Linked DNA regions of Mus musculus: regions 1, 2, 3, 4 and 6 are each linked to region 5. Evidence: chromatin contacts called from public HiCAR-type, HiChIP or PLAC-seq and promoter capture Hi-C data. All regions are on one chromosome and are shown on one strand. Each heading gives the region's core, a stretch centred on a gene start, on an enhancer-like site or on the middle of the called end of the contact. The rest is flanking DNA. Distances are from core to core; before and after follow the strand shown. Region 1 holds the start of Lad1 (ladinin). Region 2 holds the start of Ube2t (ubiquitin-conjugating enzyme E2T). Region 3 overlaps Tnnt2 (troponin T2, cardiac). Region 4 has its middle 11 kb from the start of Gm32835. Region 5 holds the start of Ipo9 (importin 9). Region 6 holds the start of Gpr37l1 (G protein-coupled receptor 37-like 1).

Region 1 (4,772 bases), core at 1,861-4,360, 390 kb before region 5:
AGGTGAGGCTGCTGTTCCTCCCCATTCCTGATTCACCAACTCCACCCTTTCTCTTGGATGACTAAAGACATAACTACCCTGTTACACTTAAGAATAGAACCCATTTCCCCTAGTGGTCACAAAGAAGCCTGTGACAGGGCAAACAAGAGCCCAGCTGCTCTGATTTAAGCAGCTAGAGGGACCTTAAGATGCCACAGAAGCATTTAGTGGGTCCTGGGATTCAAAGACCTGGGCATGGGAAAGGGGGTAACAGCGGGAGGACCCTGGATGTGGCTGTGACTTTGGGCCAGTCTAGTTTGCGAGCAGGCAGGCCTCCGGCTCCCCTTCCACACACTGAGGAACTTTGGTGAGTGGTCTGAAGTCCCTTCTGCGCCAGACTGTCTAGAGAAAGGTATCGGGGGAATCCAGAGAAGCATGGGGCGAGCGGGAGCTGTTTAAGGGCCAGGCAAGGAAATTATTAACCAGTGGCCACTTAGTCCCATGGCTCTGAGATCCTCCCCTCACCCCCCACAGACAGGCTGGCATATCCTCGCCGGTCACCAGGTCAGCACATGGACGAAAGGACAAGGCCGAGCAGGGCAAGCAGCTCACCGCTGCCCCATCCCAGGCCTGCAGCTTCTGAGCCTCACAGCCAAGGACAGGGAGTGCAGGCTCACCCACCTCTGCCTTGGCTCTAGTTGAGGCCACCTTTGTCACGCCCTCAGCACAGGCCTCCCTCCGAAGCCTGGAAGGCCTGGTTGATGGTGACTCACAGTCCTTTCCTGTGGCCCGCTGAGGTTTGTTGCTCACTGAGAGAACGGAGCAGGAGCCATCCTACGTTCCAGGTGCCTCATCAGGGAGCCTGTTGGCAGCAGCTGCAGCTGCCCACGGGCTTCCATGAAGGCTGGGACTGGGCAGGGAGGCCAGACTAGGTCCTACGGTAGCAGGACTGGTTCTGCAGGGCTTCACTACCACTTAGCCTGGACATCCCATGGGAACTTGGCCCCACCCCTGCAGCCATGCGAATCTATGCCCAACGGAGCAGGGGACAAACTACCATCAGATCTCGTTCCCATTAAAAGTCCTAGTCCTCCCAGACGATCCCCTATACACACACACACACACACACACACACACACACACACACACACACATACACACACACACACCTACAGAAAGTAGGATCTGTTTTGTATTTTTAACAGTACACAGAACTAACGTCTTCAGCAACCATTTAGAAGGAGCATCCTAGAAGCAGATTCAGCTGCCCGGGGACATCTCATCTCTACACAGGCCACAAACATGCTCCCCCACACAGAGGTCACACAACACGTATCTGAGCATGCATTCGTAGGCATGGCTGTGTTCACACCCAGAGACAAAGGCGCTCCCGCACCAACCCCGTGCACACTGACCCACAGAGTCCAAGGCCTTGCCCCCGCACCAGCTCCACCCTCGGCGCATACCTTCCCTGGGGTGTGTCTGACCTCTAAGGCAGCGTGGGCTCCCTTTCCAGAGCATTGGTTCTCACCCTCCTTGGAGCCTATCCTTCCCCTTCACTGGATACCATGGCCCTCTCTGCACTGAGGCTGAGGTGAGGGACAGCCATACTTCAGAGCAGTGTCCTAAGGCTCTGAGGAGGAAGTCTTCAAACCAAAGGATGAACTGTGACAGACTGTGACTGAAAGACTCTGATGCCCTCAGGGAGGTGCTGAGGGGCAGCAGCTCTCAGTGTGAGAGATGCCTTGATAGGAGGTGGTACCCATACTGGGCTGCACCTGCAGTCGTAGCTCCGACCCCACAAAAGACCTGAAGACTGAAAGCCCACTTGAGAGAAGCCAAGAGGCCAATTTTACCCTGACTGGAACCTGAGGAATAGAAAGGACAGGGCTCTGGCCGGAGCCTCTGTTACCTTTAGGACAAAGGATGCCTTCCCAGTTAGGGACTCAGTGTGAGGAATTGGAAGAACGGATGCTCATTCCAACACTTCTGGAGAGGGAGGGGCAGCTCCAAGAGGAGCCACAAAGAGAGGGGCGGCCTCCTAGATACTGACCCCTCCTAGGCTTCTCTGACCCTGATAGGCTGTCCAGCAGGCAGAAATGGCAAAGATATTCTCTGACCCATTGAGATTCACAAACACAGATTGTAGCGCAGACAAGGATAACATCTTACCTCAAGTGGCATAGATACCACTCCAAATGTTGTGCTCAGAATTTGAGCCTCTCTTTGGGATGGGGTGGGGGTGCTACTTTCTCTGATTCTATTCACACACCCGGGTTCTGTTGACTCCATAAGGTGGGGCTAAAGGACACTTCCCAGATCCATTCTAAAACTCTTAACAGAGGCGCAGAGGCTGAGGGTCCGCTCAAGAATAAGTCTTGGGGTAACTCTTGAATTTTCCCAGCCCCCTAAAACGGTCCCTTGCCCTCACAGACAGTAGCACCCTGGGCTGTCCAGGCTGCGGAAAAGCCTTACCCTAAACGTACTGGTTAAGACCTAAGGGGACAGGAAGCTGAGAAGGAGCAAGGAGACCACCCGCTCTGTCACCTAGGGGGACCAGAGTTTGGTCTCAATTCTATCCCCACCGAAAAGCAACAAGACCAGTGTCTCACTTCGTCCGGAGAGCAGGCCTGTGTCTGGGAGAGGAGATCCGAAGGGGCACAGCTCCCACCCCCCAGCCTCGGGCCACCCGGCCCCTGTGGCTGCACTCACCTGGACAGCGCGGACCAGTCCTTTCTGCTGACCGACATGCTGCCGAGCCCCACGGCCGCCGCGTGCCGAGCTCCCTGCTCCGCCGCTCACCTGCGGCCCCTCCCCGCGCCAGGTAGGGTCACATGGCCGCTTATCTCAGCCCGGCTCGGCCCCGCGCCGCCGCGCTCCCATTCGCCGGCCGGAGGAGCGGCCTCTGAGGTGTGGGCGTCCCAGACAAAGCCGCGCTGATCACCGCTGGGGCGGGTCTCCCGCGCGGCCGCTCTGCGGGACGGTCGCACCGAGCTGCGGGCTGCACCCACGCCGGGGCTAGCGCGGGGCTGCTCTGCTGCCCCGGGCGAGGGCGGGAGACTTCCTGCTCAGAACCAGTTGGACCAGCTCGGCGCCGGCCCGCGTCTTCCCTGGGAGTCGCGGTCCAGAGTGCCAGGGAGTCGGGGAGGGGGTTGGGGGGAGGACGGAACCCAAAGATCGGGGTCAGGCTGAGCTCGCTGCCTGGAAATCGACTTAGCCGGCAGAAACCCAAGAGCTGGAAGGCAGGGAGAAAGGTTAGATCAGGTACCGTAGTCTTGGGTGTAGAGTGCCTGCAACGGTGAAGAAGTAAGGGGCTCCTAGAAAACACCCCGGGGGTCAGAAACTACCTGAAAGACTCGGCTTAGATAAGCAGACACTGCGTAAGAAAACCAGCCCCTCCTCAAAGGAGCTGAGACTCAAGCCCGCCAAAATAGAGTGGACACCGCTATGAAAAACCATATGCGCCAAAAGCACGGTCCTGTTCCTTGATACCCCACAGGTGTATAACTGTGTCGTAGGAAGAGGGTCCATAAGTAACTGAGATTAATACTGCAATAACCTGAGGCAACTCGGACACCACCCGTGGGAACCCGTGGGAACCCGTGGGCGAGCGCAGCACCAGCTGCTTTCCACTCGGGAACCTACCTCCTTACTGAATGTGTAAGGTCAGATACCTAGATGGGGAATTTTATTTTCCTTGAAAGATCAGAAATGGAATCAATAGCTGCTACTGGCACTGTTCAGAGAAGGCTGGGGTGCTGCCCAGCACACAGGATGGGATGTCAGAGTCTGGCCTGATTGCCTCTCGAGATCTACCTGCCTCTGCCTCCTGAAAGCTGAGGATGCTGGAATTAAAGGCAGGAGCCACCACTTCGAGCTGGAGGGGCCATTTTTGTAATCTACAAAGGAAACGAAGAAGGGGATGGGGGAGGAGTGTGTAATCAAAGGTGACACTGAACAGGAAGTGGGGTTAGCAAGAGCTTTGGGAAGCTGAACTGTGGGCCCAGAAGTGATTCACATACCTCTGCCCGATGTGAGAGGAACTGGGATTCAGGACAAGGATTCCAGAGTCAGGGATTCAGGTCAAGGGACAAGGATTCCAGAGGTCTTAGGGAGGAAGTTGACCAGAGACCAACAGAGGGTTTCTTGCCATTTGGACCTTATGATACTCCATTTGGGGACCTGTCTCCATATGGTCAAGCTGTCAACTGCATTCAACACCCATTTGAATTAAAGGTTTTAGAAAAAGCTGTCCAATAGTTCATTGGATGTTGGTGTGGGAGCTCGGAGAGACTTGGCACTGTGCGCCCCGTAGCCCATGGACAGGGGATGAGTGGGAAAGAGGAGGGAGGGAAGTTTCAATAACATGGAGTTGGAATCTGTGTCCATGTCCTGGCTTCCAAGCATTGAAAGGGAATCTCGCCTCAGAGTCGCCTCAACACTTTGCTGGGCACAGGTGTGCTCAGTAGCAGTTTGGATCAGTAGCAGTTTGAAGGATCACACAATTTTGGGAAGGTCATCCATCCTGTTGAAGGTGACATTGGGAGTCTGAGTCATGGAAAGCTGATATCCAGGGGGTTCTAGGAATCCAGGACCCCTGGTATCCAGGTCTCTGGTATCAGGAAAACAAAGACACAAACAAACAAACCAATGAGGGATGGGGCCTCCATACTTCTCAGAGTGGCAGGTAGCATGTGAAGGGTACGGCTGTCAGCGCTAATGACGTTCTTGTTCTTGTTCTCCAGCAATTGCACTCCTGAATAACAAACCTCGTGGATGTGGACATCAGAAGC
Region 2 (4,572 bases), core at 1,699-4,198, 470 kb after region 5:
TGGAATTCCAGTCTCCTCTTGGCTACCTGCAGAAGACTCTCCCACTGCTGCCTTCGGATCAAGATGTAGAATTCTCGGCTCTTCCAGCACTAAGTCTGCCTGCATGATGATGCCATCAGGATAATGGACTGAACCTCTGAAACTGTAAACCAGCCCCAATGAAATGTTTTCCTTTTATAAGAGTTGGGCTTGGCCAGGCATGGTGGTGCACACCTTTAATCCCAGCACTTGGGAGGCAGAGCCAGGCGAATTTCTGAGTTTGAGGTCAGCCTGGTCTACAGAGTGAATTCCAGGGCAGCCAGGGATACACTGAGGAAACCCTGTCAAAAAAAAAAAAACCCAAAAAACAAAAAAAAAAAAACCCAAATCCGGTCCCATATTCTTCTGCCTCAGCGACAACAACCCCCCAACCCTGTATACTAAAAGTCCATCACGCCCAGTCCTGTTTATTGGTTTCTGACTGTGTTATTGGTTTCTGACATATTATTTATATCCTTTAAAACTGTTGAGTCTTGCTCAGAATGTCCTATGTGTGCTTAAAAAGGGAGACAATCCAGTTGTTAAAATGCTTGATATATATTTTGCAGACCTGAGTTTAATTCAGAAACCACATAAAAAGTGGTGTGAGGGGGGCTGAGAGATGGCTCAGAAGTTAAGAGCACTGACTGCTCTTCTGAAGGTCCTGAGTTCAAATCCCAGCAACCACATGGTGGCTCACAACCATCCATAATGAGATCTGATGCTCTCTTGTGGTGCCTCTGAAGACAGCTACAGTGTACTTACATATAATCAATATAATCAATCAATCTTTGGAGAGAGTGAGGCCAGAGAGAGCTATAATAAATAAATAAATTAAAATAAAAAAGTGGTGTGAGAAGGTGCATGAGTATAATCCCAGCACTTGGTTAGGGGAGAGAGAAGACAAATAACTCTTGTTAACTTGTCCTTTGACCTTCCCACATTTGCTGTACTGTGACACATACACATAATAATAATGAAATAAAAAAATGTATTGATTATATATACAAAAATCTAATTATTAAATGCAAAACAAAATATCTCCTCAGCTACACCCCATTACCCCCCCCCCAAATAAAGGGGAGGACTACTGAAAATTCTATACCAGCCTGGTCTACAAGGCAAATTCTAGACCAGCCAGGGGTACATATAAGATCCTGTCAGAAAAATAAAAATAAAATAAAAATAAGAGGGTGCTGGAGCAGGGCCACTGATTAAGAGCATTTGCTGTTTTTGCAGAGGACCTGGGTTTGATCCCCAACACTCATATGGTGTCTCATAACCATGTATGTGGTGCACATACATGCATGTATGCAAAACATTCATAATACAACATAAAAATAAAATTAACGGGTCCTTTGACTCCCCTTCCATACCAGAGAAAAATCTCAAAATAACTTAATAACTTAATTTACAGTGTTTTGATTCTTAACTCTCTCTGTCTCTCTAAGATAGGGTTTCTTTTTGTAGCCCTAGTTGTCCTGGAACTCAATTTGTAGACCAGGCTGACCTCAAACTTAAAGATTTGCTCGCCTCTGCTGGGATTTAAGCCATGTGCTCAGCCTCTATCGTTTTAAGCCTAATGAAGCCTTGTTATTGGGGGTGGGGTGAGGGAAGCATTGTGTGTGTTGGGTGGGGGGGCAGTATTTGGCTTACACTTCTACATCACAGTATACTGCTGAAGGAAGAAGGCAGGCCAGGAACTTAAACAGGACAGGAACCTGGAGGCAGGAGCTGATGCAGAGGCCACAGAGGGCTGCTGCTTACTGACTTTCTCCCCATGACTTGTTCAGCCAAAGCATTGCTATTTTATACAGAAATCTGAAGGACTATTTTCAGTAAAACGAAACAAAACTCTTGTAAATACAGGGGACTAGAAAAACAGTTCAGCGGGTTAAAGCCCTTGCTGCACAGGCCTGACAACTTGATTCAATCCCAGCAATCCACAGTAGGAGAGAACGCTCTCCTCAAAGTTGTCTTTGGGCAATCAATTACAATAAAACTACCTACAACTGTAAACTGTATCTTTATATAAAATAAGAACATAGTGGAAAGGCATGCTAATCAAATTAGAACGAGGGGGAAAAAGGCAGTTTCTCTCAAAGAAGCCATGAGACTATGATAACAATTGGTATATACAAAGTCTTCTCGGGTGAGAGATGGCTTAGCTGTTAAGAGCACTGGCAGCTCTTCCAGAGGACCCAGATTCAATTCCCAACATCCATCTGACATCTCATAACTAACACCGTCCTGTGCCTCCGAGGGCACCAGGCATACCCGTGGTGTGTATACATACATGCAGACAAACACTCATATACAAGAAAAGTAAATAAAAAATTAAAAAGTCCTTTGGTATAAAAGCCATGTGTTATCATGTATTTTATGAATATAAAGGGTTTTCACAGAGCCGGGGCTTGGGGGCATAGACACTGGAGGCGCCTAGGTAGAAGTCAGTTCCAGGTCAGCCTGGGCTACAGCGACACCTGTCTCACAAACAAAACGAAACCCTCAACCAAACAACCATAACAGAGTTCCTTACACTACGGCTTCAAAAGATATTTTCCTTTTAATTTTTTTTAAACCGGCGTTGTTAGCCTCTTTTCCAGTAACCACTCCCCGCAAACGTAAGCTTTTTACAACTGCACTGACTCTTCGTAAAATTCTTTGTGTCCCAGGCCTGAGGTAAATAAATAATCAATGCACAGAACCTGGGTAGGTGGCAGATGCTGGAGGTAGCCTTGGCGCGCCCAGGGCGGTTCGCTCTCCCCGCCGTGTTCCTCCCAGGGCCGCTCGGGTAGAAACGGGACTCCTTCCCCAGACTCTCCGTGACCTCGGGCTCGTTCCCTCAGGTGGCACTCGCAGCACCCGTCAGCAGCCCCACTTACCGCGGCGCGCCTCTGCTGTGCTCACGCGGAACCGCGGAGACCGTTGGAATGACTCCACCCCCTTCCAGGAGAGGACTGTGATTGGTCCGCAGCAAACCTGGGGGAGGCGCGCGCCCGCCTATTGGCCACCGCTCAGAGCTTGCGTCCGCTCACGCACCGCTCAAATTGGCGCGCGCACGCGTATCCGGAATTCTCAGTTCCCGCTGTGGTCTTGTTTGTAAATCGACTGTGAGCTGGGAAGGCTGGGAAGTCATCTACAGGAGAGGAAAAAAAAAAGGCAACTGGACACGCTTAATCTGGAGAAGTGACTGCTGAGTAGCTGCCTTTATATCTTTGTTGTGGTTCTGTGGAACGGGGTCTCGCGATGCAACCCTTGCTTAGCTTGGAATTTGCTATGTAGCTCAGGCTAGCCTGAGACTCCTGGCACTCCTACGCAGCTTCCCAATGGCTACCAGGTCACCCAGGCTTTAAGCAATGACAGGGGAAACTTTACAACTTCATTTAAGATCAGTAGTCTAAAGATACAAGTTAGCCGAGCACGGTCGCGCAGGCATGTTGAAATAAAAAGGTGAGAATTTGAGACCAGCCTTGGGTACATAGATTTCCTCCAGATGAAAAAAGATTTTTTTTTTTAATTTATAATTCTGGTGAACAAAGCATTCCATCAGGACTCTGAAGAGTAAAGTGGATGGAGTAAATTTCTCCACCACTGGAAATGTTCATATGGAAGCTTCAACCTGTTAGGGGTTAACGCAAGAGATCCTCTGCACTGTGAGGAAGTTAAGGATTTCCCCCTCCCTCTCCCTGAAAACAAGCCCGCTCTTCCTACATACTGTGCCAGCCTTTGATCCCTTTGAGTCACACACCAACCACGGAATAAATGACTTTCAAGCGCTCTTCCACCTCTAGAAAGGTATTTTCTAAGCAACCAAGTGCATGATTATAGCCAAGTCAGCTTTGAGGGCACAGCTGCGAGTGCCAAAAGTGGGTAGTCCTTGGGAGAGAAAGGAAAGCTTAAGACCTGAGACTCAGCAGAACTGGAATTGGTTTCAACTCTGGGAACCCTGGGGGTGGGACCAGAAATCAATCAAGGAATCACCTTTCTCTTTCACTGCTCCTAGCTTTTTGTACAGCTCCATAGCATAGACCTAGCAGTCGGTCTTTCTGAACTTCGAAGCTAATATAATTTTGGCTACCGCGGTGATGTCTGCATTTAGTCCAAACTGATGTTAAGCTACAGCTGGTTCCTCATGGAGGTTTTTATGGTGTGTTTTGTCTTCTGGAGACCCTCAGACTCATTAGGACTCTGACTGACTCTGCTCTGGGCTTCCCCAATTTAGTTGTAGGACTGAGCCAGAGGGTAGATAGTGAATTCTGCAAACTTACAGACTTCTGAACGATAGTCATGCAACAGTCTGACGTGCTTTTCAGTCTGCTGTTGCGGTTCTGTATTCATGGTTAGGATTTCTTTGTTGCAGTGAAGTGTTTTCGCTTACCATTTGGGATTACTGCTTATTTTACTACTGCCATTCATACTATCTAATGATATCTAATCTCCTCAGCATCTTTTCTTGTCCCTACTCCGACAGTGACCGTATTAGTCCTGTCTTGAAATAGAAACTTCCTTGGATGGTTCTTTGAAAAACACAGAGTTAAAAATGTCTCTTAG
Region 3 (4,315 bases), core at 500-2,999, 410 kb before region 5:
TCTCAGGCCTGCCCAATGTTTTGTACCTTGGACTTCCTGTTGGCCACAGAGCCAAGGGAGTTAGTGGGCATAATTCCAAGGCCTGGTTGGCTATCCCCTGCCTTAGGTGTGACTGGAAACAACTGACAGAGGCTGCAGCCTAACAGGGACCATGATGCCACAGTATGGACCATGCATGTCTTGGAAGTCGTTCCTCCAAACATCAGTCCTCACTGGCATTGCCTGGGTACCAGGAGTGTCAGGTGTGACTGTTACTTCTGAGAGCAGGGGCTAGACACTGGGTCTCTCTCCTGTTGGACACTAAGGCTACTTCTCTGAGATGAAGACAAAGGTTTTGAGTCCCACCCTCCCAAGCCCAGCAAGTACCACCAAATTCTGGCTTCCAACCCTTTCCTGTACACCCTCTGGTTACACAGGAATCCCTGGACACAGTCTCACCCAAGGCTACTATGAGGAGTTCTCTTGTGCCAGCATCACTTACCTTCAGCATCTTTGGCTTCTTCATCAGGACCAACCTCTAAACAAAACATGATCAATCAACAGAGGTCCTGTTCCAACTCAGATTCCCCCAAGAGCATTCCCCATGGTCAGGCAGGATATTCTGCTGGTTTGTAGGGTCAACCACAAACGAAGCTCTGTATTGACAATCATCACCCAGAAAGCAGACTGCTGCATCCCCCGAGCCCAGACAGGGACACAAGCTAGCAAGCACCTGTTGGACGACTTAAGACACCACCCCTAGCCCCTCATCCCCTCACCCTGGGCTGTACCTTCTACGTTGGCCTCCTCTGTCTCAGCCTCACCCTCAGGCTCAGGTTCAGCCCCACCAGCCTCCTCCTCCTCCACTGCCTCCTCTTGCTCTGGAGAGGTAAAAAAGACACCATGACCAACTGACCCTCTCTCTTAACGTGCAGAAAGCACCCCCAGAACAGAGATCACATCGGGAGGGTAGAACAGAGCCAGTAACATCCAGGCTCACATGATATAGGAGCCACAGACCCAAATGACAGAGGAATGCTGTTTGGCTCCTGGTTCAAACTGGAGCACAAAGCCACGCCCAGCCCAGGACTACTTCTGCAAGCAAAGATTCCTATAACCTCACCCACTCATCTACACTCTCATCCATGCCTCAACCGCCCCCCAAGTAAGTCAGTGCCCCAGAGTTCCCTGTCTGCTCCTTTGCAGGTAAAGTGAAATCCAACAGAAGGGTCCCATCTGACTGGTAAGTACCCCTAAATTTGGCTCCCTGAGAGTTTGGAAATCTGAGCTGGGTCTTCCCTAGTGTAGAAACACATTATATACATAGATAAAATATAATGGTGTGGCGGTGGGAAACACCAGTGACAGGACATCAAGACTCACTGCTGGGGACTAGTTGGGGTGAAGTTCTGTCTAGCCTCTTTCTGTCCAGTTTAGCACTAGCTTCCCCCATGACCTTCCTGGGGACAGAAATCCATCGTCTTCCCCAACTGTTCACCCCAGAGGTGCTGGCACCACAGGACAGGTCCTGACTAAACTGAGGTGCTAGGGAAAGTCTGTTGTGAATCCAGTGTCTCTTCAAGTCCTTCTTCCAAACCCAACAGAGGTTGTGCGGGCGGATGAAAGGTCCAATAGTTAGAGAGATGTGCTACCCAGAAGGTTGCCAGCAGTTTCTATTTTCATCGTTTGCTTGACAGGATGTGGATGGACCCCGCCTCTCCCAACATTCTGAAGGGACAGACAGATTAGGGAGACAGGATGCCATCCAGACCATGACTCAGCTTGGCGGAAGTGCTTGTAACATTCAGTGATTGATAGACTGACAAGTGGTGGCCCCTTGGCAGAGGGAGAAGAAACACCTCAGGACAGAAAGAACCATCAGAGGAGAGAGGGCCTCCACCCCCACTGCCTCATCGTCTCTGCCCTCCTTTCTTAGGACTGGGTCCCCACTGAAGTCCTGGGGTGCCTCTTCTTTCAACCCTCCAGGAGGTTTGTCAGGTAGCATAAGAGTAGAGGAAGGTGGCCAGCTATGGGGTCCACCCTGAGGCCACCTCTTCTCCCATTCACCCTAAGTTTCATTTTCCTGTGCCACGTGCCATGGGCCCAGTGGTCATTTAGAAGCCCAAGGAACAGGTCACACTTAGGCCTCCCTGGACATCACTGTAGGAAAGCCAGTCCTAAAATTAAGCCCCATTCTGTCTCCCCTCGCCTCCTGTTACCCCCAAGAAGCAAGTCCACCTTCACCCCACCTCTCAGCAGAACACATCTGAAAGCTGACATCATGTCCTTTCTGCTCTGGCTATTTCTGGCCTTTTCTGTCCCCAGAGCCCAACCTTGCCTTAGGCAAAACAGGGAAGGTCCCCACATGAACACTGACATGAGCAGTGGAGCAGCTGGGGTTTGTTCCTATCACAGGAATCCTTCTGTGACCATATGTGGAGCAGGTGGGAAGACAGGATAGCCCAGATCCTTCCCACTTCCCTCCCAGAAGGAAAAGAGGGAATGGGGGAGGGGTCCTAGGGTCCTGGCCCTCTGAAGTTGTTGGTCTCCCTAGCCTAAGCCCAGAGCCCAGGAGGAGCAAGAAAGCAGGGACAGGCACAGGATAGGGAACGCTGTACTACCGTCCTCCTCTTCTTCACTCCAGTCTTCCTCTTCCGGGTGCAGGAGGTGGCGGTGGCGACAGCAAAGGGAGCAAGCAGAACAGGTTAGTGTGCGGTGCAAAGCCTGGCAGCAGCGCAGACCACAACCAGCTCAGAGTTAGGCCTGAACTCTGATTCACAAGTCAACATTCAAGCAATATGGCAGCCTCACTCCTCGTGACATGCCTGAGCCTCAAGGACCATTGCCTGCCAACCACTACTGAGGATGGAGCAGCTTAGCATGCCTAGCAACTGAAAGCATTGAGAGAGAAGCGCCCCAGCTACAGGCCCTGGCTTCTCGCTCACTGAAATGGTAGACCCCAGTAGCAGGGAGAATAGGAAAAGATTTGACTCCCCCTCCAAGTACCCCACATTCCTGCTCTGAATGAGTTTTTGGACTGTCCCACAGAACATCTACCAAATCCCAGAATCACGGGTAGGAAAGTCCCACTGGGGGCCATACTAAGGGAGCTGGCATGGGCTGTTGGAAGGCCTGGGCTCATAATCTGAGGAGCCTGACCACTTCCCCGTTGTTCGTGATGCAAATCTCTGGTTAAGGAATTGCTTAACAGCGGTGGGAAGACCCTTTCCCCTAGAAACAAGACTCTTAGGATTATCTGTCCTATCGGTTTCAGCCACTCATCTGGACCTTTCCCTTCTGAGCCAGAGGGGCTGCCTCAGGCCATTCAGGGCAAGCAAGGTAACTTGCAAAAGCTGTATGGGCTTCAATGAGATGTTCTTTAGCTCCCAGAAAGATCCAACTGTGTGTAGTAGTCAGGATGGAGGTTACAAATCTGGCTCAAGTCTGTTTGTTAAACCCTACCACCCAGAACCTCCTGCCATTTGCAGGAAAATCCTCCAAGGTAAAAGAACCCCCAGCAGGCAGGGTCCCTGCTACAGAGGAGGATACAGGCAGCTGAGCTCTTGATCCAAAATACATTTCTGAAGCTGGACATGGTGGCTCATGTCATGCCTAATAGCCCAGCACTGAAACTGAGGCAGGAGGATTGAAAAGCCATGGTTTGGAGATTTAGCTCAGTGGTATGAATGCTAGATGGACCAGGGTGAGCGATCTTTCTAATGGCTCCTGAAAATCAGACATGGCATTTGTGGGCATTTTCTGCTCCTGCCTGTTGTGTGGCCACATGACTCAGGACAGGTTTAAAGAAGCAAGAGGCTCCCCATTTTAACCAGAAGGCCTGGAAAGTGGGGAGGTACAGCACCTGGATCTTCAAAGACCCATTTCCTTCTGTCCATATATGATATGGACTTTATATGATATGCCTTTATATATCATATGTCCATATATGATATGCCTTTGCCAAACCACTGCAAGCCAGGCTCCAGCTTGCCGGTGGTGAAGAAGCCAGGAGTCATAGGGACATTGTGGCCTGGAAGAACAGGGAGAGAGAGAGAGAGAGAGAGAGAGAGAGAGAGAGAGAGAGAGAGAGAGAGAGAGAGAGAGGAGCCCAAGCCAAGGAGGGTGGCATGTCATCATATCCTAGAGCAGGGGACAGCAAGATGGAACTTAGCCAGGTTGCAATAAAGCTTCATGTCCACAGAAAATATCCTGATTAACGTAGCACTTTCAGATTCATAATCACATTTGAGAAAACAGTAAATGGGATGTTCTTGGGCCCATTCATGCATTGTGGTTATATGTTTGTTTAATGGTGCTTATCTTTTCTAATTTTTAA
Region 4 (4,514 bases), core at 601-3,100, 270 kb before region 5:
ATTCCTAGCCTTTGCACCTAAACTGAGTCTGCTGGTGTTTTAACTGCCGGCTTTCTCTGACCTCAGCTTGCTGGCCCATCCTGGAGAACATGGCATTGGCCAGCGACTAGCACATGTGCCTATTCCTCTTTCTGTGTCTGTCTACCTGTCTGTCCACACACACACACACACACACACACACACACACACACACACACACACACATCTGCTGTCCAATTCTCTAAAGGGTACTACCGGAACAATTCCTTGTTGTATTATTTTTTATACATCTTATATATCTAAAATGTTTCATAATAATTTTATACAAGTAAGCGTAAGTGCGTACCAAACATCAAATGCTGCAGATGTCAAATTGAGAACTGGAGGCTAGTGATGTAGTTTGATGGTAGAGTGTGCACTTATGTTCGAGGCCTTGGGTTCCATGCTCAGCATAACACAAAAGAGAGAATGATAAGGAGGTGAGAAGTGGAACAAGCAGGTTAGAGGCTGTTGTGAGAAGCCACAGTTCCTTGATAGGAGTGAATTCAGTGCAGTACCCAGAGGAGGCCACACGGTGGCAGCGTAGAGGACTGCGTATACACCCTCAATGGTGTTTAGTGTTCAGTAGGGGTGAACGCAGGTTCTTGTTAACCCAGTTCTGGGTAGAGAAAGAGACTTAGCAATGGGTGGCTTTTGCGTCTGCCTGGGGCCTCTGGACTGCGTTTGTTGGAACTGGCAGGGCCCTAATTGCCCCTTGGGTCCCTGTGATTATTTCAGTAGAGATCCTGGGATAGTTGGGTTCTGTGTTTTGCCTGTTTGTAAAATGAGTTTGAAAAAAAAGTTCAGGGCTGGTGAGATGGCTCAGTGGGTAAGAGCACCCGACTGCTCTTCCGAAGGTCCGAAGTTCAAATCCCAGCAACCACATGGTGGCTCACAACCACCCGTGATGAGATCTGATGCCTCTTCTGGTGCGTCTGAGGACAGCTGCAGTGTACTTACATATAATAAATAAATAAATAAATCTTTAAAAAAAAAGAAAAAAGAAAAAGAAAAAAAAGTTCAGACCGGATGCAAATACTCTAGATGCCAGGTTTCTTAGCAGGAGGCACCCAGATACCATGATAGCAACATCTCTCACAGAAAGGAAGGTAAAATGTCACAGCACCAGAAATCAAGCTGAAATACAAAGTCTCTGTGCTGAAATAAGGAAACTACTCTGGAAAGAGGTGGGGAGGCAAAGAGATAATGATTCTGGCTGAAAACTATTGAGCTACTTGAGAAAGTTGTCTTTCTCCCTTCTCCCGCCTCCACCCCCTTTTATTTTTGTCTCCCTGATGATTGCATTTGGCAGTGGGTGTTGCCAAGTTTCCCAATTTAGTTTTTATTTTTCTTTCTTCTTTTCTTCCTTCCTTCCTTCCTTTTTTTTTTTTTTTTTTTTTTTTTTTGAGATAGGGCTTCTTCTCTGTCCTGGAACTCACTCTGTAAACCAGGCTGGTCTCGAACTCAGAAATCCCCCTGCCTCTGTCTCCCACGTGCTGGGATTAAAGGCATGCACCACCACCACCCGGTTCCGGTTCCTAATTTAGCGTCAAGAGAACTGGCCCCAGGGTTTTCCAGGCCACAGAAGCTGGAGGGAGGACTCGTTCGCTAGTTTGTCGCACTCCCCTCAGAAAATCCAGTCTGGGTTTTATTCTAAAGTCTGCTTTGTCTCTTCAAAGGATCTCCAGATGGGGAGATTCTGAGCTGGGGTATTTCTTCCTACCCCTCCCAGACGGATTGCGAGTTTTTTCCAGTCTGAATTCTCCCTAGGGCTCTCCTCCGCAGACGCGCCCACACCAGCAGGGGTCAGCAGTGTCCTACATCTGGCGGGGCGCTGCCTGCCACATGCGCCATCTCTTCCGGGCGCTGCCAGGGCTGCTGGGGGATTAGAGGGTGCTGTCCTGCTGAGGCCTTGGCACCATTCTAATATGCCGGCCGAGATTCCTCCCCTGAACGTGAAGTGACGTGTGGTCATTAAAAGCGCTGATGTGGATGTGAGCGTATACCGCAGACATCAGCAATGCCAGCTTACCATCTGCTTTTCACCGCCAGGTTTTTAATGTGTATTGGCACGTGCGCCTTACTTTGTGGGTCTAGGTGACAGAGAGTGTGTAGCCTGGATTTATCTTGCTGAGATTTTCTCAAAGACCTGGGGGTTCTGGATTCTACCCAGTACCCAGGATGTCAGCGAGGGACTCATGCCTCCCCAGGCTCTGGGAATGACTGGTGTTCCGGTCTCACTAACGCCAACTCCGTCACACCCAACGCTGCTCAGTGGAACAAATTCTCTCGTAGTAGTGTCAGATCTCTATGGCCAGCGTCTCCGTGACTGATGCCCGGGAAAAGCAAGCTCTGCTCAGCTTCCCGATTCATCCGTAGCCCTGGTGTCTTTTTTTTTTTTTTTTTCACGTCCCCAGTCCATTTTGCAGTTCGCTAATTTGTGCCGAATCCTTCCAGCTCAGGCCACCTTGTTAAATATGAAGGTCCCCAGGGAAATCAGAGATCCTAGAAACATCTGGTTCCTTGGAAGCAGCAGGACTCCCTGCCATCTTCCTGCTTCTCAGTTTTCCCCACTCCGACGTGATGGGGGAGCGAGGAAGGGGCTCTGGCTCGCGTACAGCTGGGGTAAAGCTGAATTGGAAGACTCCAGTTAGTGACTGGGATTCCCAGGGCCCCACGACCTTCCAAGCAGGCTCCCCTGCTGCTGTGACGGGCAGATGCCGGCTTTTCCACATGCCTTTGAAAAGGGGGACTTGGAAGAGGCCTCTCACTAGCCTGCTTTCCTAGGAGTAGAGTTACAGCAGCTGATCTAGACAACAGGTGTGGCTTTCCGTCACAGCTGCTGCAAAGCACATCTGTACTAACAAGAAGGCGGCAGTCACAGCTTGGCCCATCAGTCACCAAAGCACACCTCGGATTTCGGGGGAGTGCCTGAAAAGGCACGAGTGAAGGTTGGAGAGACTCAGATCAGCTTTGACAGAGCCCTTTTACCCTGGAAATGCCACAGCGGCCACCTCGGCCCTTGCAGTTTCATTGGTCTACAGCATAGGAATGGGGGAAGAGATCTTCTTCTCTGGGTAGCACCCCAGCCCCTGGACTGCAGCCAATTTCCCTTTCTGGCCAATGGAGCCCAGAACTTTTCAGGGTGGAGCTCAGAATCCAGGCTCTTCCAGGAAGCCAGAAGTGTGGAGGGTTTTTACAGTGGTTCTCAACCTTCCTAAGGCTGCGACCCTTTAACAGTTCCTCATGTTGTGGTGAGCCCCAAAACATAAAATTATTTTTGTTACTACTTCATAACTGTAATTCTGTGATCGTTATGAACCCTAATGTAAATATTTTTTTGAGATAGAGGGTTGGTATGGGGGTCGCGACCCACAGGTTGAGAAACACTGCTTTAGCAGCCTGGCTCTTTGGGGCTGGTTTGACTAGTAAATAAAACCTATGCTGCAGAAGCATGGGGGTGTGAGCTCATCCCCCAGCACACACATAAAACTCCAGGTGCAGACTGGTGAGATGGTTCACTGGAGAGAGGCACTAACCACCAAACCTGACAACCCAAGTTCAATGCCTCAAACACCACTGTGGAAAGAAAGACTCAATTCTGTAAAGCTGTCCTCTGCCCTCCACATGTGTGACACGGCACACCCAGGTGGCCTGATCTTGTAATACCAGTGCTAAAGAGGCAGTGACAGACACATCCCTGGAACTTACTGGCCAGCCACCTAGTGGTGAGCCCTAAGTCCCAATGAATGCCCATGTCTCAGAAGACAAGGCTGGTGTCCCCCCGAGGAGCAGCGTTCAAGGTTGACCTCTGACTTCTATGTGCATCACATGAACATACACCCACATGCCTACACATACACCTCCCACTCACATATACAGTGAATGGCGGCTTGATGTTGGGGAGCCTTGGACATTCTCAGTCAAAGCCAGGCACTGGCTTCACCAATATCACCTCACATCATCCTCCTTGGAAACCTGCCACAGGGGTGCTGTCAGGGTCATTTCTGCTCAGTAGTCAACAACTGAGGTTACATTAAATACTTAGGATGTGGTGACAGTAGTGACAGTGAGGCTTTATTGCCCCCTTAATTGACTTCAAAGCTTGTATCACCCATTGGGCCACACTGTATCTGGCAAATTCAAACGCCTGTTTCCCTGTCCTGTCTAACCCCATCTTGTTTTGTTCACTGCCACCACAGTCACCATGACGGCCTATCTCCATCTCAGCTAACAGTCCTCAGCTCCTTTCATTCTCTCCCCAGGACCACACCTGCTTCCCAGCCCTGTCATGGCCAAAAGCTTTCTTTGCCTCTGTCTATCACTCCAGCCCCCACATTCCACATTTCCCTTGCTTTCTCCTCTGCTATGATTTGAATGTGACATATCCCTGTCTTCGTCACTGTTCTATTCTGTGGAGAGACACCATGACCAAGGCAACTCGTATGAGAGAAAGCATTTAAGAGGGCTTGCTTACAGTTTCAGAATTTTAGTCT
Region 5 (4,330 bases), core at 23-2,522:
GACATTGACACAGACTGCAACTCCAGCTGCAGCAGGACCAGGAACCCAGACATGGCCCTTGGGGGCAGCTGGAGCCAGGACCTCAGCATGGCCTCCTCATATCCCCCTATTCTTCACTGCCTTCAAGTCCCTAGTTCCACCTTTCTCCACAGTATATGAACCCTTCAGCTTGGTTTCCTCCTCCATCTCCACCACACTCCCCATCTTTCCCATCTCCCCATCACACATTCATCCATCGTAGTGGTAGCCACGGCAGGTGCTTGGGTGTCTTTCATCCGGCCTCCCCCAACACTTTTTAAAAAATTAAGTAATGCTATATATTTGCAGGATTCACTCATAGTAGTCACACTCATAGAATCACTCTAGAGCCATGTGTGGTGGCACATACCTGCAATCTCTGCAATGGGGGAGGTGAAAACAGAAAGATCAAGATAAGGGAGTTCAAGGCCAGTGTGGGCTACAGAGCAAGTTTGAGGCTAGTCTGGGCCACATATGACCTTGTCTCAAAACAAGATAACGACAAATAGGTAGATAATATTTTTTTTAAAAAAATCATTCTAGAAAAATGCTCCTTCGCCTGTAGGTAGTCTCCCCTGGACAGCCCTTTTTGACATTGGGTTCATCTAAGCTAAAAAGCTAGAAGACTGGATTTTTCTAAAGCAACCACTCCCCACTGCCAATTTCACTTCAGTTTTTCTGCGTGTCTCCTTTTCCCTGTCCGCTCCCCAGCATCTTAGGATCTCTAAAGCTAAACTGTAAACGGAGCCAACTGAATAACTGCTGTTTTTAGTTGAGGGGAGGGGTGTTAGTTTTAAAAAGATGCTATTCTGACCCCCTTCCTTAAGGCCCGACCTCTGTCCTAACTCATCTTAAATCTGGGCCTAGAATCATGCAGGTAGAGAGCGGTGATGGGCGAGGCGAGGGAGGGCATCTACAATCCCACTACAATCCACAGCAGACAAGGTGCAGGGCCTTCTGTGCTCACGCCCTCGGGATTAGCTTTCTTGCTCCCTTGCCATCAGGGCCTTGCCATCAAAGGTTACGCGCCTTTATTCCAAGCGCGTTTTCTAACAGCGCGTGCGACTTCAGGACTACAAACCGTTATGAGAATTCTGTGTGTGCATAGACGCCCAAAGCTTTCCTGGCCCGCGAATCGCGGTTCGGTTCCGGCAGCAGAAGGCGCTGTCTCCCGAGGCTGCGCTCTATCCCCGCCCCCCGCCCGCTCCCGCGTACTTAGGTGCGCAGGCGCGGCTTCGCGGATTGGCCGTACGCGGGAGCCGTCATTCGGTGGCGGGTCCCGGCCGCGGGGCTGGCGGGCTGAGGGGAGGAAAGATGGCGGCAGCGGCGGCAGCTGGTGCGGCTTCTGGGCTGCCGGGTCCAGTGGCACAGGGATTGAAGGAGGCGTTGGTGGATACCCTCACCGGAATCCTGTCCCCGGTGCAGGAGGTGCGGGCGGCTGCAGAGGAGCAGATTAAGGTGCTGGAGGTGACAGAGGGTGAGTGAGGCGGGACCGTCACGAGGATGGTTCGGACCAGGGCCGGCCGCACAGTCCGCTGACCGTAGGGATTTGGGGATCTTGAGCCAGCGGAGAGGTGGGCGTCAGGAGTGGATTAGGAAACGTGGGGGTGGGGGTGCCGCTGGTGGCTGGGAAAGTCCTAGAAGAAGGGTGGCGCGTCTGAAAGGAAAGGGTCGGGGGAGGTGGAGCCTTAGCGGGGATGGGGTGGGGGAAGACTTGAAAAGATAGATAGATAGTGGCGGGGTTCTGCCGAGGACAGAAATGAAGTTCGACGTGGTGCTGGCGGTGTCGCGCAATCTAGATGATCTCTGAGCCCAAGACAAGGTCTTTTTGCCGTTTTCTTCACCAGCTCTGTTGTAGTGGGATCAGGGAAGGGAGCTAGAGAAGAGCCAGAAGTAAGGCCCTTAAGGAGGCGGCCACCATCGAACAAGTTTCAGCATCAGAGTTTTAAATCTGGCTGGTTGTTCAGACACATCACGTTTTCCTAGAAATCAACTCAATCCGATGCATACGACGCTTCACTTTCCGACCATGCTTCCCGTTTGTTTTTTGTTTTTTAAAGACTTAATGGCAATTATTAAATTACTGTGCATTTCTATGTACAGGAACCGATCTTCCTTTGTTTTAGATTCTTTGTTCTCATCCTCCCGTTATGTTCTTTAACGTGTTAGAGAAGAAACTATTAGCTTGACGTTTTCTTTTAATTTCCTGTTTAGTGGGCTTTCAGCGGGCCTGTTTTCACAAAGAACAGAAAAAAGGGTCAAGTCTCCTTGGTCTTTATGTAAGAAACGTACCTGATTCGGAATTCCAGATCCTCGGAATCCCCAAGCTCAAGGGAATATTTCCACTGCTCCTTAAACTTAGGCTTCCTCAGAAATATGGGAGATTGTTTCCATATTTGACCAACCACCCTCAAAGCCTTGAGTTAATACTCCTGCAGGACTTTTTATTGAAAAGAAGTGGATGTGGTGGGGGAACCTCCCTTGAATTTAGTTTTTATATCCTCTAATATGACCAACTATTGAAGGCAAGTTTCCTTCTGTTGGGACTATTGGGATTTAATAGGTTAGAGACTATTTTGAAAGGCCAGGTGTAGTTTTATAACATTACCAGACTCTTAAGAGAGGGAACCGTGAATGGAAGAAAGCTATTGGAACGAAGCACATAACTAACTTGTCCTGAGGTTTCTAGGTCAAATTCCTTGACTTTACAGTTCATGCCTCTGCCTCCCTCGGTATAAAGAAAGAACGCTGATGGGCAGAAACCTTACTAAGTTTAACTTGTTACTTGCATTTAGTTGCTGGGCTGATGCAAACCGATCCTTAATTAAACCTCCCATGAATGATACCCAGTGTTTGAGCTAATCCCAAATGTATGGCTGTCACCTTAACTGTGAAAGGCCGGCTTATGTTTAGACTGTACAATAGTTCTAGTCTTACTCTGATTTCTTCTTCAACTCATAGCCAGATGCTATGGCCTCATCTAGGGCACAGCCACCTATACCGTCCTTGAGATCGTTTTGAAGTTCTTGTCACCTACTCTTGTTACCTTTTGGGATCTTGAAATCAAAAGTACAGAATTTCGATCTGATCACTGATGAGTAAATTGATAAAGGCCACCTCAGTTCTCCCTCCTGTCCCCATAACCTACTGATAATGTGTGAGTGGCCTGCTGAGAGGCAGGGGCAAGCTCTGATACAGTAACAGGAATGGCGGCTGGTAGTGAGGTATATGACTCAAGTACAGAATGTGGTTACAGAGGTGGATCAAGTCTGGAGTTGAATATAGTAATATTGGCTTTAAAATAGTCTTCAGTGGCTTTAAAATAGTCTTGTCCCCTTCTATACCTGTTTTTATTTAGAGGATAGTGGTTCATTCCTTAAGAGTCTTTTCCGGGAGGGGTCTTTAACAGTAATCTCTCCCATTGGGTCCTGAGCATCTCCAATTTTACATACTGGCTAACTCTGAGATACTTTCTAAAGGTTCGCTTCTAACAGCTTCTTTGGCTGTGGCCCTTCTTTACATGAAATGACAGCACCTGGTCTCCTAGGGGGAGTTCACGAGCTTCTTAGTCCTGGATGGTGAGGAAATTGTTTCTGTAATGAAAATGTTTCTTGAGCTCCTGCTCTTGCCCTGTCCCTAAGCACTGGGATCTAGGGGAGCCTGCAGACTTTGCATAGTTAGAGCCTCGTTGTCACTGAGTGTCACTCGGAGTCGTGTGGTAGCCAGCAGACAATTGTCCCCTTTTTCCTAAGAGGATTAGAGTTTGAGTTCGATTAGCAGAGTTTGTAAAAATTTAGTTCTGCCCACATAGGGTAAAAGTAAAAGTGTTTTTATTTATTAGCATGTTCTTGTAATTGTTTCATTTGTAGACTGACATATGTCAAGCATACATTAACATGGGCATCAGACAAGAGATGTGTAGATTCCCAAAGGTCTATTGACTCTGAATCTTAATGTTCTGTCAACAACAACTGCTGCTGTTGCTTCTTCTTCTCCTTCTCCTCCTCCTCCTTCTTCTCCTCCTCCTTCTACTTCTCGTCCTCTTCCTCCTCTTCCTCCTTCTCCTTCCTCTTCCACTGTTTTAATTCCGCTTATGGTAAGACTGCTTTCCGATGTCACCTCTTTGTTTCTGGCATGTTGATGCTTTGCTTCTTTCCTCTTTCAGTTCCCTACTTTGCTTCAAGAAGAACCCTAAGTGCTCGAATGCGTACCTTCCATGTGCGGTCCTGTGTTCTCTAGCTAGCAGAGCTGACAGTTTTGTAAAAATAACTAGGTTTAGACCTGTCTTTTTTTCCTCTTGCTACTTATTTTT
Region 6 (4,318 bases), core at 337-2,836, 260 kb after region 5:
CATACAAAAGCCTTCTTGCTCCTTTATCTGGTGATTCTTGCCCCAACCCCATTGCCCTGCTCTCCATTTCCCTAGCATCCCATCCTCCTGTGAATTATTGCTGTCTGGCAGGAACACCACCCACTTTCAGGACCCTGCCATTTGTGTGCTGTATCTTCTGCCTGGAGCATCTTTCTGTCCATCTCTTAGGAGCCTTTAAGGCTTCACTCCAAAGTCGTTTTGCTTCAGAGAACTTCCAGCCTTCCAGACAGCCCCAGGATCCTCGGACTCTGCCCTGTACCTTGACCCCGCCTTTCACTGCATCTGCCAGGCCAAGGTGTAATCATTGATTTACATCTCTATTTCCTTTCTCTTGACCACACTTTCATAATTTTAATTTCATATTATTATTATTATTATTATTATTGGTTTTGTTTTCATGTAGTTCCAGTGCTGGAGACAAAACCCAGGGCCTCAAACATGCTAGGCGAGGACTCCCACTAAGATATGCCGCCATCCTAGAGTGTCGTGTTTGGAATTTTTCCTTGTAGCTGCTTTCCTTTGGGAGTCTGTGTGGCTAGAAGGCAAGGAATGGGCTCTTGCCTGCTGAGACCAGCATTGAGTTCAAAGGCTATGGAGTCAACTCCATGTTTGAACTTGTGTCAACTACATAGTTATTAAGACTACCACAAATCTTAAAATTTGAACTTGAGATCACAACAGCACTGCCCCACGAAACATATTAAGAACCGTCAAGAGGGCTGGTGAGATGGCTCAGTGGGTAAGAGCACCCGACTGCTCTTCCGAAGGTCCAGAGTTCAAATCCCAGCAACCACATGGTGGCTCACAACCATCCGTAACGAGATCTGACTCCCTCTTCTGGAGTGTCTGAAGACAGCTACAATGTACTTTCATTTCATATAATAAATAAATAAATAAATAAATAAATAAATAAATAAATAAATAAAAATAAATCTTAAAAAAAAAAAAAAAGAACCGTCAAGAACCCAGCTGATAGATGTTGGTGGCTTGCATCTTTAATCCTAGTGGTCAGGAGGCAGAGGCAGATGGATCTCTGAGTTCGAGGACAGCCTGGTTTATAGAGTGAGTTTCAGGACAGCCAGGGCTACATAGAGACCCTGACTTTAAAACAGACAAACAAACAAATAAACAAACAAACTCCAGAAGAATGGTACACCTACCCATGAATCCAATAGTTTTGGCAATTATTATAATTCAAGTTTTGACCTTGGCAAATTAAAAAAAAAAAAAAGGCGCAAAACCAGGATCTTGCTATGTAGCCCAAGCTGGCCTTGAACTCTGTCCCCCGTCTCAACTTCCCAAGGGCTGGGATTACAGGCCATAGTCACCATACCGAGCCTATCTTTCTGTTTTGAATGTAGGATCTGCCTTAGAACTGGGTAGAACTGGGAGATCTATGCTCCAATTATAGTCTGCCTCTCCATCACCTGAAAACCTCATTTCCCCGGTTGCAGTGATTGGAGCAGGTCCCTCGAGGGATCCTCAATCTGCCCCGCTGTGGTCTCAGAGCCTGAAAACGGATGTGGTCGGGAATGCAATGTGTGCGGCCAGGACAGACAGCTCAGTGTCCAGCAGAGGGCCCTGGCTAGACCATGGCCAACAGGATGGGAGGAAGGGCCATCCATGCCAGACGCCTGACTGGAGGCGGACCCAGCTGCCAGCTGCCTCTCTTAATTCCACGCAGCCCTTAGGTCCCCTCACCCTCACCTCTCCGAGGCAGCTGTGCCCTGCTTTCCTGGCCATGCGGTGGCTGTGGCCCCTGGCTGTGTCTCTTGTTGTAGTGTTGACTGTGGGGCTGAGTGGGGTCTCTGGGGCTGCCACCTCATCTTTAGGTGGGCATAGAGCCAAGGTCCAGGAGCAGCAGAGTCGACCCCGAAGAGGCACCAAGGACGAGGGGCCCAAGGAGGTACAGCACTATGTACCCGAGGAGTGGGCTGAATATCCCAAGCCCATCCATCCTGCTGGCCTGCAGCCCACCAAGACTTTGGAGGCCACTAGCCCCAACCCAGACAAGGATGGGGCCACCCCAGGTAATGGACAAGAGCTGAGGGTCAACCTGACCGGGACGCCAAGTCAGAGGCTGCAGATTCAGAACCCCCTGTATCCGGTGACCGAGAGCTCCTACAGCGCCTACGCCATCATGCTCCTGGCTCTGGTGGTGTTTGCTGTGGGTATCGTTGGCAATCTGTCTGTCATGTGCATTGTGTGGCACAGCTACTACTTGAAGAGTGCCTGGAACTCTATCCTTGCCAGCCTGGCTCTCTGGGATTTCCTGGTCCTCTTCTTCTGCCTCCCAATTGTCATCTTCAATGAGATTACCAAGCAAAGGCTACTCGGGGATGTTTCTTGCCGGGCAGTGCCCTTCATGGAGGTGAGTATGTCTTTCTATAGCCTAATTATAGGCTAAAACCAGGGAAGGGGCTCCAGTGTCTGCAAAGATCTGTAGGTGTGTATAATCCCAGCACGCTGGCATTTCCAGTTTTCTCTGTGTCATTGGGGAAGGAGACAAACCCTATCAGGGAGGGAGACAAACTCAATATTGGCTTCTGGTAGCTCTCAGGAAAGCAAGTCAAGCCAGATGAACAGGCAGGTGTACAAGACCACTGGCTTGGGACCAACCCGGTCTTCTTCTTTTGGAGTAGCTGCACAGAGGACTCACCCTTTTCTAGAGAAAATTCTGAGCTGTCTGTCTCTGATGGGTGGTTCCCCTGACCCCCAAGTCTTTGGGGGTCTCCTTTTTTCTTTTACTGTGTCTCTTGCCACCTGCCTTGTACCCATGGCTCCTGTTTTTAACCCTTTGGTATCCCAACATCCTAGCAATTTCTTACTAACACCCCAGGTTGAGTCTGTGTTTATTCCCTGTGGATGCAAACACCAGGACAGGCCCTTCTTCCTTTTCTCATTGAGATTATTGTCACCTTCCTTCAAGGTCATCTCCATTACTGTCCTCCTAAGGCCTCTCTGAGAGGCAAGTCCTACTTCTGGGTACTTATAGAAACAGTAGTGTCAGCTCTGTCACTGTATTTTGCTTGTTGCTGGACATATCTCATCTCTTCTCCTGCTTCCTTAGCATGGAGGGTAGACCAGATGACCTTTCTAGCTGGTTTGCTCTATAATTCTGAAGTATAGTGCTGAACCCCCTTGAATGGGGACTTTCTTGTTAAGATAAGCACATGGGTGAAAATGGCTGTGTGGACCACAGGGAGACAGCTTAATCAAATCACTGCACACATCTACCCATGCGTGAGGGCTGTTCTATCAATGATAGTACCAAACAGCGGCCAGCTTTCTCTCTCTCTCTCTCTCTTTCTCATTCTCTTAATTTTTTTTAAAGACAAGAGTTCACTCTATAGCTCAGCTGATGTGGTACACACTGTGTAGACCAGGCTGGCCTCAAATTTACAGTGATTCTTTGCCTTGGCCTAGTATTTCTTTCCTTGTTTATTTATTAATTTGTGTGTGTGTGTGTGTGTGTGTGTGTGTGTGTGTGTGTGTGTGTGTGTGTGTGTGTGTGTATGTATTTGGGTGTGGATGTGGATGTGTGGATGTGTGTGTGTGTGTGTATGTCCTGTAGCTCAGGCTAGCTTCAAATTTTTTTTTTGTTGTTGTTGTTTTTGGTTTTTTTTTTCGAGACAGGGTTTGTCTGTAGCCCTGGCTGTCCTGGAACTCACTCTGTAGACCAGGCTGGCCTCAAACTCAGAAATCCACCTGCCTCTGCCTCCCAAGTGCTGTGATTAAAGGCATGTGCCACCACTGCCCAGCCCTAGCTTCAAATTTACTATGTAGTAAGTTCAGGGCTGACCCTGAATTCCTCTGTTTCCCTTGTTTCTATCTCCATTCTAAAGTGCTGAGATTGTAGGCATGTACTTACCACAGTCAAGTTTATTTTTCCTTTTTTTAAAGATAGGGTCTCACTATGTCATCCAGGCTGGTTTACAATCATACTCACAAAGACCTCCTGATTGGTGGGATTTAGGAGGAACAGTCTGTCTGTCTGTCTCTCTTAAGACATGGTGTAGTCCTGGCTATTCTAGAACTCACTCTGTAGATCAGGCTGGCCTCAAACTCACAGAAAACCTCTTGCCTCTGCCTCCCAAGTGCTGGGACTAAAGGTATCTAAAGGCATGAACCACTACATCTAGTGGGAACAGCAATTTAAATCCTGGCTATAGGGAACTAGAGTGGTTAAGAGCACCGGTTGCTCTTCTAGAGGACCAGGGGTTGGGTCCTTGCACCCACAATCAATAGTTCACAATCATCCATAGCTCTAGTTCCAAGGGATCTGATACTTACTTCT

Evidence for each region. Promoter capture Hi-C pulls out the DNA fragments that hold promoters and counts their contacts. HiCAR-type assays count read pairs that join an accessible place to other places. HiChIP or PLAC-seq counts read pairs in DNA pulled down with a chosen protein or histone mark.
Region 1: a contact with region 5 is called in a promoter capture Hi-C map of embryonic stem cells, with 4 times the contacts expected there. The contact joins the promoter of Lad1 here to the promoter of Ipo9 in region 5. A contact is called at or near these places in 6 of 39 promoter capture datasets (the HPC-7 cell line, the SN4741 cell line, embryonic stem cells and 3 more), 1 of 484 Hi-C or Micro-C datasets (CD4 T cells), 2 of 115 datasets of contacts at active chromatin or transcription factors (embryonic stem cells and pancreatic cancer cells) and 1 of 9 other capture datasets (pancreatic islet).
Region 2: a contact with region 5 is called in a promoter capture Hi-C map of liver, with 2.5 times the contacts expected there. The contact joins the promoter of Ube2t here to the promoter of Ipo9 in region 5. A contact is called at or near these places in 5 of 39 promoter capture datasets (hippocampal neurons, liver, pre-B cells and 1 more), 3 of 484 Hi-C or Micro-C datasets (CD4 T cells, cortical neurons and transition I germ cells), 2 of 115 datasets of contacts at active chromatin or transcription factors (bone marrow-derived macrophages and memory CD8 T cells) and 1 of 9 other capture datasets (liver).
Region 3: a contact with region 5 is called in a HiCAR-type map of the HL-1 cell line, with 54 times the contacts expected there. The contact joins the enhancer-like site here to the promoter of Ipo9 in region 5. A contact is called at or near these places in 4 of 39 promoter capture datasets (the SN4741 cell line, embryonic stem cells, neural stem cells and 1 more), 2 of 115 datasets of contacts at active chromatin or transcription factors (the HL-1 cell line and pancreatic cancer cells) and 2 of 9 other capture datasets (adipose tissue and pancreatic islet).
Region 4: an H3K4me3 HiChIP or PLAC-seq map of bone marrow-derived macrophages shows a contact between it and region 5, with 6 times the contacts expected there. The contact joins the enhancer-like site here to the promoter of Ipo9 in region 5. A contact is called at or near these places in 8 of 39 promoter capture datasets (the 3T3-L1 cell line, 3T3-L1-derived adipocytes, the HPC-7 cell line and 4 more), 1 of 15 datasets of contacts at CTCF or cohesin (the NIH/3T3 cell line), 4 of 484 Hi-C or Micro-C datasets (the HL-1 cell line, embryonic stem cells and muscle stem cells), 21 of 115 datasets of contacts at active chromatin or transcription factors (the NIH/3T3 cell line, bone marrow-derived macrophages, craniofacial prominence and 13 more) and 3 of 9 other capture datasets (adipose tissue, liver and macrophages).
Region 6: a contact with region 5 is called in a promoter capture Hi-C map of hippocampal neurons, with 5 times the contacts expected there. The contact joins the promoter of Gpr37l1 here to the promoter of Ipo9 in region 5. A contact is called at or near these places in 11 of 39 promoter capture datasets (the 3T3-L1 cell line, cranial neural crest, embryonic stem cells and 5 more), 14 of 484 Hi-C or Micro-C datasets (B cells, Sertoli cells, bone marrow-derived macrophages and 10 more), 12 of 115 datasets of contacts at active chromatin or transcription factors (the 230-238 cell line, bone marrow-derived macrophages, craniofacial prominence and 8 more) and 3 of 9 other capture datasets (adipose tissue, embryonic stem cells and pancreatic islet).

The regions. Positions count from the first base shown.
Region 1 is chr1:135,816,936-135,821,707 of GRCm38.p6, reverse strand. It overlaps Lad1 (ladinin), which reads right to left and starts at 3,110. Exons shown (of 10, transcript NM_133664.3): 1 at 2,692-3,110. The coding sequence starts at 2,729.
Region 2 is chr1:134,960,941-134,965,512 of GRCm38.p6, reverse strand. It overlaps Ube2t (ubiquitin-conjugating enzyme E2T), which reads right to left and starts at 2,948. Exons shown (of 7, transcript NM_026024.3): 1 at 2,727-2,948.
Region 3 is chr1:135,842,100-135,846,414 of GRCm38.p6, reverse strand. It overlaps Tnnt2 (troponin T2, cardiac), which reads right to left. Exons shown (of 15, transcript NM_001130181.2): 4 at 771-860; 5 at 482-517. Among named protein-coding and RNA genes, the nearest start is that of Tnnt2, 7.9 kb to the right of the region's middle. Within about 2 kb of position 1,749, at least 33 of the 459 cell types and tissues checked have an H3K27ac peak or open chromatin away from gene starts, as enhancers often do. A contact at or near this core is called in the HL-1 cell line and pancreatic cancer cells, where this site is marked.
Region 4 is chr1:135,696,862-135,701,375 of GRCm38.p6, reverse strand. No RefSeq gene overlaps it. Among named protein-coding and RNA genes, the nearest start is that of Gm32835, 11 kb to the right of the region's middle. Within about 2 kb of position 1,850, at least 105 of the 459 cell types and tissues checked have an H3K27ac peak or open chromatin away from gene starts, as enhancers often do. A contact at or near this core is called in the HL-1 cell line, the HPC-7 cell line, the NIH/3T3 cell line and 7 more, where this site is marked.
Region 5 is chr1:135,427,433-135,431,762 of GRCm38.p6, reverse strand. It overlaps Ipo9 (importin 9), which reads left to right and starts at 1,272. Exons shown (of 24, transcript NM_153774.1): 1 at 1,272-1,495. The coding sequence starts at 1,333.
Region 6 is chr1:135,164,949-135,169,266 of GRCm38.p6, reverse strand. Gpr37l1 (G protein-coupled receptor 37-like 1) reads left to right here and starts at 1,586. Exons shown (of 2, transcript NM_134438.3): 1 at 1,586-2,392. The coding sequence starts at 1,763.